2 separate regions of the Mus musculus genome follow, and region 2 is linked to region 1. A link is a contact called in public Micro-C data. All regions are on one chromosome and are shown on one strand. The core of a region is the stretch at or near the end of the contact, and the rest is flanking DNA. Distances in the headings are between cores, read along the strand shown.

Evidence for each region. A called contact is a pair of places that touch in the nucleus more often than the background predicts.
Region 2: a contact with region 1 is called in a Micro-C map of embryonic stem cells, with 2.1 times the contacts expected there. The contact joins the promoter of Atp11a here to the promoter of Sox1 in region 1. A contact is called at or near these places in 1 of 39 promoter capture datasets (embryonic stem cells), 3 of 484 Hi-C or Micro-C datasets (all in embryonic stem cells), 2 of 115 datasets of contacts at active chromatin or transcription factors (both in embryonic stem cells) and 1 of 9 other capture datasets (adipose tissue).

What each region holds. Positions count from the first base shown.
Region 1 is chr8:12,394,000-12,398,364 of GRCm38.p6, reverse strand. Sox1 (SRY (sex determining region Y)-box 1) reads right to left here and starts at 2,846. Exons shown (of 1, transcript NM_009233.3): 1 at 1-2,846. The coding sequence starts at 2,004. The coding sequence ends at 829. All of the region lies in intron 1 of Sox1ot (Sox1 overlapping transcript), which reads right to left.
Region 2 is chr8:12,754,566-12,758,710 of GRCm38.p6, reverse strand. Atp11a (ATPase, class VI, type 11A) reads right to left here and starts at 1,695. Exons shown (of 30, transcript NM_001293667.1): 1 at 1,359-1,695. The coding sequence starts at 1,397. Gm33587 (a long non-coding RNA gene) reads left to right here and starts at 1,815. Exons shown (of 3, transcript XR_378725.3): 1 at 1,815-2,024; 2 at 4,052-4,145.

The DNA of each region.
Region 1 (4,365 bases), core at 1,597-4,096:
ACTCATAAAACATGCATATAAAATTAGCACGTTTCGATTTCACAGGGAAACGGGCTTTTCTCTCTTAAATGTATTGATTCAAATTTGATGCATTTTGGGGGTATCTCTCTTTGTTTTTTGCTTTTAGATGAAAGACTTGCAGGCTATGTACAACATCCGACTCCTCTTCCCCCCGTATCGCAACGCCTAAAATAAAAATGTCACAACGCATTTACAAGAAATAATACAAAACAAAACAAAAAATTGGAAATGCTCGGATACAGAGATTTACAAAACCCAGAATATAACTCCACCGTCTGAGAGGGGATTGCGGTATAAATTAACCAACCAACCCAAAAGAGCGGTAACAACTACAAAAAACTTGTAAATGTTTGGATCTGCCTTACTTAGATTTATAACAAGTGAGAAGGGCTCGAGGTCCGTCACTCGGCCTCAGGCAGAAGAGCTGGCGGGAAGTAAACCCCGGAAAAAGTTACAGAGCCGGCAGTCATACAAAAGTTGGCATCGCCTCGCTGGGTTTTTGTCTTTTGTCCTCCGAAGCCGAGAAAACGCTGTGTGCCTCCTCTGCGGACGATAAATACTGTACAAAAGGTCTCATGAAAACACCAAAGTTCAGTCTAAGAGGCCAGTCTGGTGTCAGCGCCTCGGAGTCCTGGGGAAGGTGATGGGGGCAGATGTCACCTGGCGCTCGGCTCTCCAGAGCGGCCTTTTATCGAGAGCGCGGGGACCTCGGTACAAAGTCGGGCTCTGGAGGCTGGGGCGCAGGCCTCGCTCTTCGTCGCCGGGGCGCCGGCCTTAAGCCGCAGTGTCCCCGGCGTCCCCGCGGCGCTAGATGTGCGTCAGGGGCACCGTGCCGTTGACGCCCGCGCCCGCGCCCTGGTAGTGCTGTGGCAGCGAGTGCAGCCGGCTTTGGGCCGCCGCAGCCGCTGCCGCCGCCGGGTCGCCACCCTCGCCGGCGGGCAGGTACATGCTGATCATCTCGCGCAGGTCCCCGGGACACGGTGCCCGTGAGTGAGCCGGGGCCGGCGGACTGCCGCTCGGCTCCGACTTGACCAGAGATCCGAGGGCGCCCAGGGCCCCCGACGACGCGGCTGCCGCGGCTGCCGCTGCCGCCACCGCCGAGTTCTGGTGCGCGCCGCCCGCAGCGGCGGCGGCGGCGGCCGCGGCGCCGTAAGGGATGCCGCCGTAGCCCGAAGGCGACGCGCTCATGTAGCCCTGAGAGTTGGAGATGGGGCTGTACTGCAGCGCGCCCATGTCGTAGCGGTGCATGGGCTGCGGGTTGTGAGGATGCGCGTGCGGATGGTGCGGGTGCGGGTGCGCCGGGTGTGCGTGCGGGTGCGCGCCGCCCGCGCCTGGGTGCTGCCCGTAGGCCAGCTGTGCCTCCTGCATCATGGCCGCGGCCGCAGCCGCCGCGGCCACCGAGCCGGGGTAGGCGCCGTTAGCCCAGCCGTTGACATGCGCGTAGCCTCCTCCCGCCGCGCCGCCTGGGCTCTCCAAGCGCTGGCCCACCGCCGCCGCCCCGACGCCCACGCCCACACCCATGGCCACGGCCGCGCCGCCGCCACCCGCGCCGGCCGCTAGCAGCCCGCCGGCCAGCGAGTACTTGTCCTTCTTGAGCAGCGTCTTGGTCTTGCGGCGCGGCCGGTACTTGTAATCCGGGTGTTCCTTCATGTGCAGCGCGCGCAGTCTCTTGGCCTCGTCGATGAACGGCCGCTTCTCGGCCTCGGACATGACCTTCCACTCGGCCCCGAGGCGCTTGCTGATCTCCGAGTTGTGCATCTTGGGGTTTTCCTGGGCCATCTTGCGCCGCTGTCCGCGGGACCACACCATGAAGGCGTTCATGGGCCGCTTGACCCGATCCTGGTTGGCCTTGGTGCCCCCGCCGCCGCCGCCGCCCCCGCCCCCACCGCCGCCCCCGCCCGCCCCGGCCGGGCCCGAGAGGTTCGTGGGCGCCTGGGCGCCGCCGGGCGAGTGCAGGTCGGTCTCCATCATCATGCTGTACATCTGGGCGGCTAGCGGGTTCACCGGTACCGCAAAGAGAGGGCCTGGAGCATAGACGGCCGGGTGGGGGTGGGTGGGTGGAGAGAGGATCAGCCCAGAGAGACTGGGGGGGGGGGTGTGTGTGCGGTGGGTGCCTAGCGGAGAGAAGGGGGTTGGGTGGAGGCCACAACAACAACAACAACAAAAAAGAGGCAAAAGCACACGCACTTAGCGCGGGTCCAGCTCGCAGGTGGAAAGTTTCTCCCGGTGCACAAACCACTTGCCAAAGAGGCCGATGGCCAGGTTGATTGCTGCCGTCCGGTCACTCAGGGCTGAACTGTGCAAACAGGTGCAGTCGTGGCCAAGTTGAGGCTCCACTTTCTGGGTCTGAAGCGGTGCCCCTGGGCCCGACGCAGGGTTCGCTGCCTCCTCTTGTCGGCTCGAAGTCTCCGTTCCTGTGCTGGCTTCCTTGGCGGCTTCCAACTCTGGGACCGCAACTTCTAGCAAGGCGGTGCGCCGCGTGCGCTGGGCATGTGCTGGTCCCAGGTGCCTGGGGGGAGCCAGGCGCTGAGGGGGACTCGGAGGGGGGTTCGGAGGGGGCGATCGCGGTGCAGCCAGGGAGGGGGTTAGGGACAGCAGTGGGAGTGCCAACGCGAGCAGAGAGCCAGAGAGCTGTGCCGCTGTGCCCAGGACAAGCTGTCCGCTGCCTGCCCGAGGCCGTGCGCTCGGAGCGGAGGCGCACGCGGGGCCGGTGGCGCGGGGGGCCCAGCAGCCATACGCCGGGCCCGGGCTGCCATTAAATGAGCGCGCCGCGGCCAATGGGAACCGGCGGCGGCGGTGATTTGCATGGCGCGCTGGCGAGTGACGTGGGGAGGGAGTAGATACACTGGGCGCGGGCGGCGGAGCAAGGAGGTGGAGGAGGAGAGAGGGGGGGAACAAGGGCAGGAAGGAGGGGGAAAAGGGGGCGCGGGGGGGCGGGGTCACAGCCACACTGCTTCCTGAGCGCGCGCGCGCGGCGGCGACGGCGGCGGCGGCGGCGGCGAACCCAGAGCTCGCCCCCTTTGCCTCTCCCCGCCCGCGCGCTCCGAATGATTAACGATTGGGTTGAAAACCCAGAGGAAGAAAGAATCGCTGTCGGGGGAGGCGGGGGGAATACAGCCCTGGGTCGTGTTTAAATGCGCTCATTGGAGACCCAGCTCCTCCCCTGTCCCCAGCCAGCCAACTCTGTGCCCGCTGGGAAGGGGAAAGTTGGAGATAGAGGCCTCACTTTGCACTCAGCTCAGCCGGGAGTGCAGAATAACAGCGGTGCGGGGGAGATCCTCCCGGGGGGGGGGGGCTTAGGCCCAAAGTACCTCTGCTGGGTTTCAGGCCAAGCGGGGCGGCTCAGTCTCTCCCACCCCTGGCGCTCGGTGCATTCTCAGAGCCTGCAAAGGCCTTTACAGATTCGGGATCTATAATTCGGGTCTCCGTGGCAAGAGGTGCAGCGGTTTTTGTGTGGTGCTACGCTCCTAGCTCCCTAATCTACCCCGAACTTTCTTGGGGGAGGGGGTGTCTTTTAATGGAGCGGAGTGTTATAGTCAGGTGCCAATTTACTCTATATCCTCTTGAATTTCTGCGAAGGTCAAAACCAAGATCTAGCTGGAATCTTGTTACTCCGACAGTAAAAAGAAGTTTGTGGAAACAGCAAAAGAATACCTACCTAGCCTATGCTTTTCTGAAGCGATTCTCCCAGAAGCTGTTTGCCAAAGGATTTTGAAAATCGTGTGAACTCGGGTTTGCGAGGGTGGGGGTGGGGTGCGGGCGCTGAAACGGAATTGGAAGGTCCAGTGACAGGGCCGCCTTTTTGTATGTTGTTGTTTTTGTTTCTTCGTATGTTGTGAAAAAGAAAGGGCAGTTCTGGGGATGATCAAGACATACACAAATGGCCGTAATCCATGAATCTCAGAACAAATATGATTCCGGGATGTATAAGAGATTTCCAACCCCACCCCAGGCTACTTGGGATCAGACCATCATGTCCAAAAAAAAAAAGGGGGGGGGAGTTATTGTAAAGGCTTCTTCCAGAAAGACCTTTAGAGTCTACAAGTTCTTCAGATATCCTGGGGCGGGGTACAGAGGGGAGAGGATAGAGTTTCTACTTCTAAGATCTAGGTGCTTCGGGAGGTTGCTGGTGGGTAAAGCAAGCCTGGTCAGATGCCTGCAGACCGCCTCGCGTGTAATCCAGAGGCTCTTCTGATGACAGATAACCCGGATAATAGCAAGAATACAGGTGTTCCAATATGTTGGACGGTGAACATATGACAGCCCCCCCCCCCACTAACAAAAACATCTGAGGCTGTGAATTTCCTGACGCCGTTGCTCCCTTGCTATGATTATTACAGTGGT
Region 2 (4,145 bases), core at 446-2,945, 360 kb before region 1:
CTCAGGAATTCTGACTGTGTGAAAGGCAGCAGGCTACAGAGGAGAGGCTCATTTCTGTAGAATGAGTCGAATAAACCAGGAGATAAGAATATCCAATCTCTTTTTCTCTTCTTATAAAAGAAAATATAATTTAACCTCACATCTTGGAAGATAAATACATAATAAGAAAACAAGCCATAACTGTTTCGGGGAAAAGTCAAATTAATTTCATGGCTTAGACTCGAGTTTAAGGCCTGTGGCAGAGCAGTCAAAAATGAGATGAGCAGAAGGAATAACATTCCATAACTTACATTCCAGATGCATTATCAAATAATTAAGAGTGGCAAAGTTCGTTAAGGAATATCTGCAGCCTAGATTTGAGAGAAAATACCACTTCGAAAGTAGAATAGCACAGCAAAAAGAAACTAACTTGAAATTTTACCTAGATAAGGAAATATAAAATAGCTGAAGGCTTGCCTAAGGGCACTGTGGAAGTAAAAGACAGCACCAGGGACGGAAAATTCGTCCTGTGGCCCTGGGAAGCTGGCAGGTGACTGTCTACAGGGACCAAGAAGACCACCCCTCCTCCTTTCGCTTCCCACGGGGGTGGGGTGGGGTGGGGTGGGGTGGGGAGGGCTGCAGTTTCCTAGTCTCATTCTTTGCTTACTGGAAGGCCAAAATTGGATGGAAATTAACCAGAAAAGCAAGAAGAAAAACCCGGGTAAATTCCCCTTCAGAAAAACCCACATCCAAGGACAAGTGTCACTCAGAGAAGCTAGAGAGAGCCGGCTCTGGTCCCCTCCGTACCCAGCCCGCACTGGGCAAGGCACGCGCTCCTCAAACCTGTGACCACCCCGCGCCAGCTGCCGTACAATAGGTCCTTGTGTCCAGCTTAGGGAAGACAAGCTGTCCCGGGGCAGATTCTCTCTTTTCTGTACACACACCCACTTTGCTCCATCCCGGCTGATGGATGCCACCTACCTCCCTGGTCTCCCCTGGTGAGGCACTCCGTCACTAACCGCGCAGCAGCATCCAAGGGAGCCGGGAACTACGCACTCGGACCTGGCTGACTACTTTCAGAGATGGCAAACTTCACTTCTGACTCCCCTGTGGAGGCTCCCCGCTTCCCCGCAGCCCCGTACATATGTCCCAGCCGGTCCCGGTCCCCGCGTCGGCCCGCCCCGCTGGGGCTGAGCGCAACCCCCATAAGGATGGATGTCCCTCGACCCCGGGATCGACCCGGCTGCAACTGCCTTCCGGGTGGGCCTGGCCGAGCGCAGGTGGAGCGCGGCGGGGACCCGACGGCGGGACGTTCCGGGCCTGAACCCTGACCCAGACCCGGACCCCGGACCCCGGACCCATCACAGAGAGCCACTCACGTATCTGCGCACGAGCGTCCTCAATAGACTGCAGTCCATGGTTATCGCTCCCGGCTCCGCGAGCCCCTGGGCTGCGGGCGCTAGCGCAGCCGCCCCCCGCCCGGTCACGGCCTGGGCGGCGCGGGGGGCGGCCGCGGCCCCTCCGCGCTCATGCCCCGCCGGCGGCGGCCAAGGGTCTCGGCCCGCGCGCAGGCGGCTCGGAGGAGGCGGCCTGCGCCCGGCGCTACTCCCGTCGGGCCGACGCGGCCTGCGCTCGATGCTCCGCGCCTGCTCCTCCCGCGGCCGCCGCGCCTCTGGAGCCGGCTCTGCCCCGCTGCGCCCCGCGCGTCACGGGCGCGTGTGAGCATGCGCGCGCCGCAGCCCCCGCCCCGGCCCCGCGCGCGCCGCGACTCCCTAGCGCGTCGCCGCCGCCCTGTTGCTTCCGCCTCCCTGCGGGACTGGGGGAGGGGGGGCGGGGGGGGCTGTCATCGCCCCCGCGTGGCTCGTCGGGTGCTGATCCACCCCTTCTCCACCCCCGCCCCGTTCACTCCTCTTCTAAAACGGAAGCCTGGCTGTGAGCCCAGGACTCCATGGCGAGTGCCATGGGCCTGGGTCCCTAGGCCTGCGGGGGGGGGGGGGGGGTCACACCTCCTGCCGTGGCGTGGACAGAAGACACAGGATCCTCAGGTGGCTACAGGGAGCGAACATTACCACCCCTTTTGGGACTGACTCCCTTGGAGACCAAACCAAACACGTCCTGATCCAGCTCTCATGACTCACTACTCTCTACCTCTACCTACTCCTGGGGCCCAGTCTCTGTCCTGCCTTCCAGAAACCAGGCCTCAGGGAAGACCCTCCACAGTCCTGGGTTTTACCTTGTGGTCCAGCCCCCTGTCAAATGCTTCCTGCTTCTACCTTACAACTGTATCACCATGGCTAGCACCCAGGGAAGGTGGTTCTTTGCTGCCTAGGTGTGAAGTGGCACATGGCTGAACAACCTTCCTTACCTCCAGCCCAGCCGTAATCTAGCTAATGTTTACTGGTTCCACATCCCTTGCTTTTGCTTCTGATAACGGTAGAACCAGAGACGAGGGATCTGCAGTGGCCGATCAGGAGCACCAGACCTGAGGATTAGGAATGTATTTGAGAGCGTTCTGACAGGGTGTGGAGGAGATCTGACTTTGCTATGGTTTGGATTAGACACTGGTGGCAATGGTGCCAGTGACTAAACTGATCTCCTGAGCCACCACCGCCTTCTACCCTGTTTTCTACCTAAGTTCTACACCAGTGCTCACCACGGAGCACCAGCTACAGACACCCAGCCAGCCTCAGGGCAAAGGGTTTTCTCTCCGGGCTTCCTGGACTTGCTGTGAGCCTGGTGGAGTTGGCAGTCAGCGCTCATTGGTACTCCTAGCTGTGGTGTGGACTCTTGAGGACAGCAGGCCTCTATGTCTAGGGACTAGCTGCTGGCCTCAGTGGGCCTGACTGGGCTGTTCATGTGTCTCTGATGCTCTATCTCTTTCCTACCATGACTGCTGGGCCAAATTGTAGGCTATTGGCCAATTACAATTGCAGTGGGTATTCCTGGCACAGATGTGCCTCAGGATAAAGCCTTCCTATCTATCCTTAGAGAATGTTCTACTTGGAGGAATGTTTCATTTCCTTCCTTCCTTTCTTTTTTCTTGTTTGGATTTTTGAGACCGAATCTTCATTCTAGGCTGGTCTCAAACTCTATACAAACATCCTGCCTCAGCCTCTGAAGTGTTGGAACACAGGAGTGAGCCCTGGTGTCTAGCTTATTCTTCATACAGAGCAAAGCACTTCCCTGGTGGTGCAACAGGAGTGAGTGACTTCATCCTCTGAGCCTTCACCCTTTGTGGGGCTCAGGACTCTCTGGCTCCCTCCAGCTGACACCATTCATTCTAGCAAGTGGCTGACTTGCTAATTAACACATAGAGGAACATGCTGGAGGCTGTTTAGGAAGGTTTCCTTGCTTTTAAGAAATCGAGAGTTTATTGTATATGGGATGGATCCCCCAGACATGTTGTGGATGCCAACAAGAGCCTGCTGACAGGAGCCTGATATAGCTGTCTCCTGAGAGGCTCTGCCAGTGCCTGACAAATACAGAAGTGGATGCTCACAGCCATCCATTGGACGGAGCACAGGGTCCCCAATGAAGGAGCTAGAGAAAGGACCCAAGGAGCTGAAGGGGTTTGCAGCCCCATAGGAGGAACAGCAATATGAACTAACCAGTAACCCCAGCGCTCCCTGGGACTAAACCACCAATCAAAGAAAACGCATGGTGTGGGACTCATGGCTCCAGCTGCCTATGTAAGCAGAGGATGGCCTAGTCAGTCATCAATGGGAGGAGAGGCCCTTGGTCTTGTGAAGGTTCTAAGCCCCAGTGTAGAGGAAGGCCAGGGCCAGGAAGTAGGAGTGGGCAGGTTAGTGAGCAGGGGAAGGGGGCAGGGGATAGGGGGTTTTCGGAGGGGAAACCAGGAAAGGGGATAACATTTAAAATGTAAATAAAGAAAATATCTAATAAGAAAAGAAAAGAAAAGAAAAGAAAAGAAAAGAAAAGAAAAGAAAAGAAAAGAAAAGGAGGATTCAAAGCAAACAAAAAACAAAAACAAAAAACCAACAAAAAAGAAAGCATGTGTTTCTCTTTTAAGAATGGATGCTGTTGTCTGGAGGTGCTGCTTACTGCTTTGCAGTCTCTTTTCAGACACCAGAGGACCAGAGGAGGTAGCCAGAGGAACGCATTCTTGCTGGGGACAGAAGCATGACCAAAGTGAGAGGAGCCTAGGA